Regions from separate parts of the Ovis aries genome. Here region 2 is linked to region 1. The links are chromatin contacts, called in public Hi-C maps. All regions are on one chromosome and are shown on one strand. The core of a region is the stretch at or near the end of the contact, and the rest is flanking DNA. Distances in the headings are between cores, read along the strand shown. Region 1 holds the start of LPAR1 (lysophosphatidic acid receptor 1). Region 2 overlaps LPAR1 (lysophosphatidic acid receptor 1).

What was found. A called contact is a pair of places that touch in the nucleus more often than the background predicts.
Region 2: a Hi-C map of hypothalamus shows a contact between it and region 1, with 2.5 times the contacts expected there. The contact joins the enhancer-like site here to the promoter of LPAR1 in region 1. A contact is called at or near these places in 3 of 16 Hi-C or Micro-C datasets (hypothalamus, skin fibroblasts and tail adipose tissue).

Annotation. Positions count from the first base shown.
Region 1 is chr2:12,382,430-12,386,969 of ARS-UI_Ramb_v3.0, reverse strand. LPAR1 (lysophosphatidic acid receptor 1) reads right to left here and starts at 2,217. Exons shown (of 5, transcript NM_001009332.1): 1 at 2,116-2,217. LOC114112928 (a long non-coding RNA gene) reads left to right here and starts at 850. Exons shown (of 3, transcript XR_009599117.1): 1 at 850-1,017; 2 at 2,204-2,352.
Region 2 is chr2:12,499,733-12,504,272 of ARS-UI_Ramb_v3.0, reverse strand. All of the region lies in intron 3 of LPAR1 (lysophosphatidic acid receptor 1), which reads right to left. Among named protein-coding and RNA genes, the nearest start is that of TRNAS-GGA, 83 kb to the right of the region's middle. Within about 2 kb of position 2,457, at least 8 of the 54 cell types and tissues checked have an H3K27ac peak or open chromatin away from gene starts, as enhancers often do. A contact at or near this core is called in hypothalamus, where this site is marked.

The DNA.
Region 1 (4,540 bases), core at 968-3,467:
AACGCAGTCTTAATAATGGTGATCGTTATTCACAATTTTGCTTTGGGGACAAATATTCTCCAGTCTCCTTGAATTGGAGAATCAAGGGTAGAAACAACCGGATGACATATGTGTGTTAACACAATTTAGTTCCGTCCAAATAAGCATAATTCCAGTACACACCCTTTTTCCTTGGGGCTTTACTACTCTTTATCTGTCAAGGGAATAGTTTCTTAGGAGAAGGAACTTTGCAGGTTTCCCAGTGCAGTCTCTCTATAACCGGAACTGAAAGCTTTAAATCACAGACCTCCCGCTTCACGGTTATACGTAGGCTGGGCAAATGACACTTGAGCAAATAGGTGAAAAACTCGGACTGTTAAAGCCTGAAGGAATAGAGGATTTTGCTCTCCTAACTGCAGTTACTTGTTTCAAGATTCATGTTTGTAAATATGTGTTTATTCCAATAGAAAACAACGCGTTCACAGTGAAACTTTAACAAGCCAGCTCTCACTGGAAACCCACGTTTACAAAAACTCCATAGATTTCAACAAAAAGGAAAAGAAAGAGAAGTAGCAGCAGAGAGCAGGAATCTCAGGCCCCAGAGTGAAGGCAGCAGCAAGTCCTGGATACCGTCATTCTTACACATCGAAGTCCAAATGGCAGCAAAGAAAACCAGAATAAATGGTAAATCCATTCACGACAAACTCGTCCTACACACACACACACACACACACACACACACACACACACACACAAGTAGCCCGTCGATTTCAAAACCACCAACTCAAAGCCAGGTCCCTCCCTTGCTTTAGACTTCCCAGTTACTTGATAAACGTGTTTATTAGGCGGGTGAGCAGAAACTTAAGCTTTAAGTCCTCAGCCGGGAGAGACGGCTGAGTGGGGGTGAGAAGCAAGTGGTGCGGGAGCCCGGCGCTGCGGGGCGCGAGGACCCCCGGCGGCCCAAGGCCACCCGGACACGGCTTGGGGAGGTCGTAGAGCGCCCCCCGCCTGCCTTCTTGTGCCCCCACCCAGTCCCAGGTAAGCGGGGACCACCTACGTGTCACTTGGGCGGGTCCCGATCGCAGGCACAGCGCACAGCGTGGGCCCCGGAGCGCGCTGGGGACCGGAGGGCGGGGACCCCGGGCGGCTGCCGCAACTGCTCTCCCGGGGCTCGGTCAACTGGTTGGGGAGGCCGGCAGCGCCTCGCTCCTACAGGCTGGCCCGCGGGCATAGACACGCACCCACACCCGGCACAGGCGCGCGCGTATACACACACACACAAACACACGCACAAACACACGCACCCACAGCCACAAAGCGCGTCTGCTGCCGGGAAGCGCGATCCCGGGGCGCCCTTTGGCCGCGGAAGGGACCCGGCGGCCGCAGGCTCTGCGCTCAGAGGGTACCGTCTGCCCGCGCCGCGCCCGCGCCTTTACCTGCGCCCGCCGCCGCCTCGCGTCCGGCTCCCGCCGCCCCCAGGCTGGCCTCAGGCTGCGCGGTCAATCCCCGCAGCCCCCGCCCCGCGGCCCGCCGAGCCCGGCCCTCCGCCCGCCCCTCGGCCGTCGCCCGGAGCGGGGCCGCCCCCTGCGCCCACCCCGCCGGGGTCCCGAGCGCGGCCGGGAGGCCGGGAAGGGCTCAGCAGCGGGGGGGGGGACCCTGGCCGCCCGACACCCGGGCGGGCTCCGCAGGGGGACAGGGGCGTCGCGGCTCGGGGAGCGTCTGCCGCCGCTCCGCCCGGAGTGCTCCGGCTTTGGCGCGCTGGCAGGGGCGGCGGGGGAGGGGGCGCCGAGGGAGGGCCACGGGAGCCGCGCCGACGCCGGCCGCCTTCTTCCTCCGCCTCCTTCTTTTCTGCTGGCTCCACGTAGCACAAGTCAGCAAGTCCTGCACCTCCCGACTCCCTCCCCCTGGCTCATTCCCTTACCTGGCGCGACGCCCCCCGAGCCCCGACCCTCGGCGCTCCTCCTCCCCCATTTAGTTGGACTTCCAGCCCCGTCTGCAGGGCGGGGGCGGAAGGTAGCTCAAGCCTCCCATTCATCATCTTCCCAGCGCCCCCCACCCGGAGAGAACCCACCCGCGGCCCGAGACCCTCTGGCCTCCAACTCCAGCTCCCCACCCCGCACCCGCTCCCGCGCTCACCTCTGAGACCGGCAGCTTGCGGGACTCGGGTGGCCACCCCCACACGTTGCATTTTCATTTTGTCGCTCTTTTCTTCCCACTTGAAAAGCTCTGGAAGACATCGCCGGGCCCGCGGAAACCCTAACGTCTGGCCTCTCGCGTAGTTCGTGTCCAAACTTTCCAGCAGGCACAGCTCTCCCAGCGCAGCTTTTAACTCGAGGCTGCGAAGAACGCGGAGTCAACTTTGCTGCCCGAAAGGTGCACACGTTTCTATTTCTGAGTTTGCGACTGACTGGGTCTGCAGACTAAAGCAAGTGTGACTGTGCGCCCCTAGTTCTCCATGTCCATGATTATACATTTCTCTTCCGCTTTCCCAGTTTGCACTTGCACTTCGCCAAGAAGTGCAAACTATCAATTTTAGAAGAGTAATTAAGGGCGGGGAATACACACCTGAAGGTGTGGGCGGGAGCGGTGCGGGACTAAGGCCTGGAGATCCTTCTCCGGAAAGAGGCAGCCGGAGAGACTCGCCCAGGTTCTGAACACCTCCCAGTCCACGGAGGGGGCGGCCACAGGGAGGACGCGAGGGCTCTCCTGCCGCGCCACCTACCACCTACCACCCCTGGCTTTTAGGAGCGTTGGCAGTCTGCCTCTGGCTTCACTGCTAAAGGCGCTGCACAACAAAAGTAGCTGCTTACAAGTAAACACTGCACTCTGGCCTGAAATGGCACGTGGGGGCCACGCCAGCGGTATGGTAGGAACTTTGGCAGGACTGATCCAACTACCTGTAAGAAAGAAAGGCAGAACCGCGAGGGAGGGCTGCGTTGATGCCGGTCACTCGGTAACCTAAGGCTTTGCAGAAGAGAGAGGTCACTGGGAACCGCAGCGAGTGGGGAGGGGAAGATTTCTTGGTATACTTTCGAAGAGAACGTGACCATCTCCCGCAAGCGACTGCTGAGAACCTTGGGTGAGTTGGTCTCGTGGTTTTCACAGGATGCTCAAGGCTAAAAACCTGACTGCTCGTCAGTTACTATCTGAGGCTGTTTCCTTTTTCAAACAATGTATCAAATCCCCTTTGTTAAAAAATCAGCTTAAATGACTGCCTTCTCCCCTTTCCTGCTGCTGCTGCTAAGTCGCTTCACTCGTCCCCAATTCTGTGCGACCCCATAGATGGCAGCCCACCAGGCTCCCCCATCCCTGGGATTCTCCAGGCAAGAACACTGGAGTGGGTTGCCATTTCCTTCTCCATCTCCCCTTTCCTACCAATTTATAATTTCTTTTATAATAGATAATGTGAAAAATTAGAGATTTTAATACATGCACAGTGCTAGTATGTTCATTTACAGCATGCAGAAAGTATATAAAAACATCACACTGTGAACAATGAGAGCTGATGTTAAACTCTAATGCACCAGGACGAATAGGAAAATATCCACTATATAATCTAAGTATAATACAAAGTATATATTGGTAAGAAAAGAAAGAATATACTTGAAAAGGACTTTTGTTTTCAACTATAGCTCTATCAACTCAGAAAACTCACTTAGCTAATTTTTCTTTCTACTACACACTCAGTATTTACTGTTGGGCTTCTCAATACTAAGACTTCTATATGTAGTGAAAAGAATACTTTAAAATTTTGTTGAATTTTATTAAAAATATTTATATTAATTATAGCAGTTCAGTTAGTTGAGTCGCTCAGTCGTGTCTGACTCTTTGTGACCCCATGAATTGCAGCAGGCCAAGCCTCCCTGTCCATCACCAACTCCCAGAGTTCACCCAAACTCTTGTCCATAGAGTCTGTGATGCCATCCAGCCATCTCATCCTGTCGTCCCCTTCTCCTCCTGCGCCCAATCCCTCCCAGCATCAGAGTCTTTTCCAACAAGTCAACTCTTCACATGAGGTGGCCAAAGTATTGGAGTTTCAGCTTTAGCAGCAGTCCTTCCAATGAACATCCAGGACTGATCTCCTTTAGAATGGACTGGTTGGATCTCCTTGCAGTCCAAGGGACTCTCAAGAATCTTCTCCAACACCACAGTTCAAAAGCATCAATTCTTTGGCGCTCAGCTTTCTTCACAGTCCAACTTTCACATCCATACACGACCACTGGAAAAACCATAGCCTTGACTAGACGGACCTTTGTTGGCAAAGTAATGTCTCTGCTTTTGAATATGCTATCTAGGTTGGTCATAACTTTCCTTCCAAGGAGTAAGTGTCTTTTAATTTCATGGCTGCAATCACCATCTGCAGTGATTTTGAAGCCCCCCAAAATAAAGTCTGACACTGTTTCCATTGTTTCCCCATCTATTTCCCATGAAGTGATGGGACCAGATGCCATGATCTTCGTTATGTGAATGTTGAGCTTTAAGCCAACTTTTTCACTCTCTACTTTCACTCTCATCAAGAGGCTTTTTAGTTCCTTTTCACTTTCTGCCATAAGGGTGGTGT
Region 2 (4,540 bases), core at 1,208-3,707, 120 kb before region 1:
ATTTCCATTTTTACACTGAGATGAAAATACCGTCTAAGGCCAGGCTATTCAGCTAAGATTTGGTTCCATAATGGCATGTTCTCTCTGTTGTGTGTAAAATTATACAGTGATGATGTATTTCCACACCGCTGTGCCCAGAAAGTGGCTAGGCAGCAATGACTGTAGCGAGGGTGAAAGGGTTAGGCATGTGAACACTTGTTTGTCTTTCTGAAGCACTTTTCTGTCAGCTGGATATTAAACTTTAAAAATGCTTGCATTATATTGTTTGAGGGATGAATAGGATGTTTTTGACATGCAGTCTGACTAAGACCACAAGGCACTGTCTCTCTCGGAATTATTTCTTTTTTTTTTTAATTGGAGGCTGATTACTTTACAATATTGTACTGGTTTTTGCCATACATTGACATGAATCAGCCACGGGTATACATGTGTTTCCCAACCTGAACTCCCCTCCCACCTCCCTCCCCATCCCATCCCTCAGGATCATCCCAGTGCACCAGTCCTGAGCAGCTTGTCTCACGCTTCAAACCTGGACCGGCGATCTGTTTCACATAGGATAATATACATGTTTCAACGCTATTCTCTCAAATCATCCCGCCCTCGCCTTCTCCCACAGAGTCCAAAAGACTGTTCTATACATCTGTGTCTCATTGGCTGTCTCGCATAGAGGATCCTTGTTACCGTCTTTATAAATTTCTCAGATTTGTTTCTAATGAAGCACTGGCAGTATTTTTTTTCCCCAAACTTGTGATTCTTCTACACGAAATTAAAACTACTGTAACAAATGTACTAGAAACAGCAAAAGCAGCACATTTTCATTGCTTAGAAAAATCAGAGAGAATAACAGTCTTTCTCTTTGTTTTCCTTTCCTTCCTTCCTTCCTCTCTGTCTTTTAACATTTTAAATACTAAAGGAAACAATAAAGCAAGGAGCACTGGCACTGAAATTACAAATCTGGAGTTTGGGTGTGGGTTCCAGCAAATGTTGTATTATCTTCAGCAATTCACATAATCTCCTAAGCCTCAGTTTTATCATTTCTAAAACAGGCAAAATGTCAAATGCATAAAGTATAAACCTATTATGTCATGAAAATATTTAGATTACTATTTAGAGTACTTTAATTATATAAATCAAATGTTGTGAGTATAAGATTATTTTTTCATTTTAATATTGACTTCCCTTTCATTAACTGGTAAAAAGATATTAAATTTTAAAAGTGAATGGTTTGTTTCTTTATTCCTAACAAAAGTCAGAATACTTGAAAGTAAATTTTATTGTTACTGTCAGAAAAAAAAATAGTAATAGTTAACATTTATCAAGTGCTTTAATAATACTTATTAAGGTCAGGCATTGTGCTAAGAGGCGCCAGATCTTATTTTACTTCATTTTCTCATTTTTCATACAAAGTAAGTCCTATTATTAATCTCCATTTTACAGATGAGGAATCTAAAGTTTCAGGAAATTGAGCAGAAAGTGGTAACCTAGAATACAAAAGCAAGAGGTCTAATCCAGAGACCACAGTTAACCACTCCTTCGCATCAGATGCATTTTCTGGATTGACATGCCGAGAACAGGGACAACAAGATGTGGCCTGGCCAGGTCTTTGTTGCTGTAAGAATTGGGAGGTCTGGGTAGGAGAGCGTGCCCACCCTCACCACAGGGAGACGGCCACAGAGAGACACCCAAAGACACAAGCCAACACTGGCACTCCACTTGTGCGGCCTGTGGAGGAAAGAAGCTCCCTCAAACTGTGAAATGAAGAAGTCCCATAAGATCTCAAGCACAGCGACTGGTCCACAGCCAGAACAAAACCACATGAGGACCGCCCAGGCTACCTCTGGGACCGTAAAGGCTCGCAAGTAGCTCCAGAGACTGCTGCTGCTTGATGGAGACTAGGTAGAGAGCGGCTCTGGGCAAACAGGAAGGAAATGGGACAGCCAGAACCAAGAACCAGACAGAAACAGAACCAGAGAACAAGAGAAAGTGAGTAGCCAAAACAAAACAAAACAAAACTGAAGTAAATCCAGAAAGTAGGAATACAGCAGGGCTCTGGGCTTCCCTAGCAGCTCAGGCAGTAAGCCATCTATCTGCAACGCAGGGGACCGGGGTTCGATCCCTAGGTTGGGAAGATGTCCTGGAAAGGAAAGGGTAACCCATTTCGGTATTCTGGCCTGGAGAATTCCACGGAGAGAGGAGGCTGGCGGGCTACAGTCCGCAGGTTCACAAAGAGTTGGACACAACTGAGCGACTAACACACACTGGTTCCCAAACTGTGCCCAGAGGCACCTTAGGGTTCCAGTTGATTTAGAAGTACACAGCCAGGTAGACAGACATGCAGACAGACAGATATAGAACTACGCCAAATGTCACTGTTTCCCTCCCCTTTATAGACAGATAGATAGAGAGCCAGAAACCACGTGAACCACTAGCTTGAAGTAGTTCACAGTTTCAGCATTAGATGGCATTGTGTTCCTTCTGGGACATCGTCTCTGCAGTTTGTGTGCTATGTTAAAAATCAAGTATTGCCCAAAACTCAACGTGGAACAAGAAATGAGGATGGCAGCAGCCAGTACCAATCAGGTTCTAATAGCTGCACAGTGTCCAACAGAGCAATCACATCTCCCAGTCACTGCTGTTAAGAATTAACAAAAAATTATTTTCTTCCTTTCAGAGTATGTGTTTTTGCTTTGGTTTATGAAATGGCTACTCATTTATCAGGACCTACCTACTTATTAAGTTGATTAAACCGCTTAATAAATGTACTTCTTTCGGCCCAAACGCACTATGAAAAAATAACTGCGGCGAGAAGGGCACTGAGGGATTATGGGAGCATCTGCAATAGGGATTAGAGCTGTGCAGGGAAGACAGAAACGGGGGGGAGCTCAGAAGAAAGTTGTGTGTCAGTCTGCGGAGTCCTTCAGGATCCCTTGACAAGGAAAACCTGTCCCCCTGAATCCTGAAAGCATGATGGGTCTTGATCCTTCTGGGCTGCCCCTTCTTTTCATATCAGAATGAAGATTTACAACGTGAGGATTAATCCAGGGACTTTAGGTTTCAACACAGCAATATTCAATGAAAACACCATGTTATGTATATCTAACAAGTCCTTACATGCCTGGCATCTTATATAATAATCTTACTTAATTTTTTTTGAGGTTTTACTGTTTCTGCCCTGCCTCTCATCATACAAACAAGGAAATGAAAACTTGGAGCAACTGAGTAGGTTGCTTAAGAGAACTCAAAGGAAGGTCAGGATTAGAACCCAGGCAAGTACACCTCAGAGATAACACTTGTTATCCCCTGTGTTATACTGTTCAGCTGTCAGGCCTTTAGGTCTCTAAAGAAGTAAATCCGTTTTAGACCTTTACATAGGATAAAGTACTTCAAAGTAGTGCATATATTTAAATGGAGCTAAAGGCATTTCTTGGAGAAGGAAATGGCAACCCACTCCAGTATTCTTGCCTGGAGAATCCTGTAGACAGAGGAGCCTGGTGGGCTGCTGTCCATGGGGTCGCACAGAGTTGGACACGGCTGAAGCGACTTAGCAGTAGCAGCAGCAAAGGCATTTCTATTTTTGTTTATTCTTAGTTTCTAAATCCCAGGAAAAGCTTCCATCTCTTTTAGAGGTTTGTTAATATCCAACCTCACAAATAGAAACACTGTCAATGGTAAAAATATGACACTATTAAGAGAGGGGGAAAAAGTCACTCAATATTGGCATCAATGTAACAAAATAGTCTTATCCCCTTGTGTTAAAGAGCATAAATTGGTACAAACTTTCTAGAGAACATTAAATAGCAGTCTCAGTGAAGAAAGCAGAGATTCATATTAGATAATATTTATCTCAATGTTATTTGAAATAGCAGAAAAAGAAAAGAAAACCTAAATGCCCAGTGATTGTATCATTTAGATGTACTGAAATTTGTGAAGAAAACTCATTCTTTCAAAGATTATTTGTTGGCATGGTAACAAGCACACTACTTTTAAAAATCATACAACAAATTGTATTACCATATGATTCCAATTGTACAGTATTCGTCAGAACAAAGGACTGGAAAGAAACAGCATATTCATTTTAATATTTTGGTTCTCTGAACAGTTTAGAATTCTAAATTTTCTTAATTTTTATTACTTAAAAGTTCTTAATTCTGCCATTTTCCCCCCTTAATAAATGTATTACTATGGTAAACAAAATTATTATTAAAACAGGATTTAGTACTCAAGAGGGTGAAAAGTGAAAGTGTTAGTCACCTCCGACTCTTTGCAACCCTATGCACTGTAGCCTGCCAGGCTCCTCTGTCTATGGAATTCTCCAGGCATGAATATTGTGATGCATAGACATTCCCTTTTCCAGCGGATCTTCCTGACCCAAGGATTGAAACCCAGGTCTCCTGCATTGCAGGCAAATTCTGAGCCACCGGGGAAGCCCACTTAAGAGGGTAAATGCAGTCTAACAGATCACCTCACTCCTCGAACATCACCCATGATTCAACACTCAACTCAAAAAAATCATGTACATAGTTTTCCTGACTATACGACT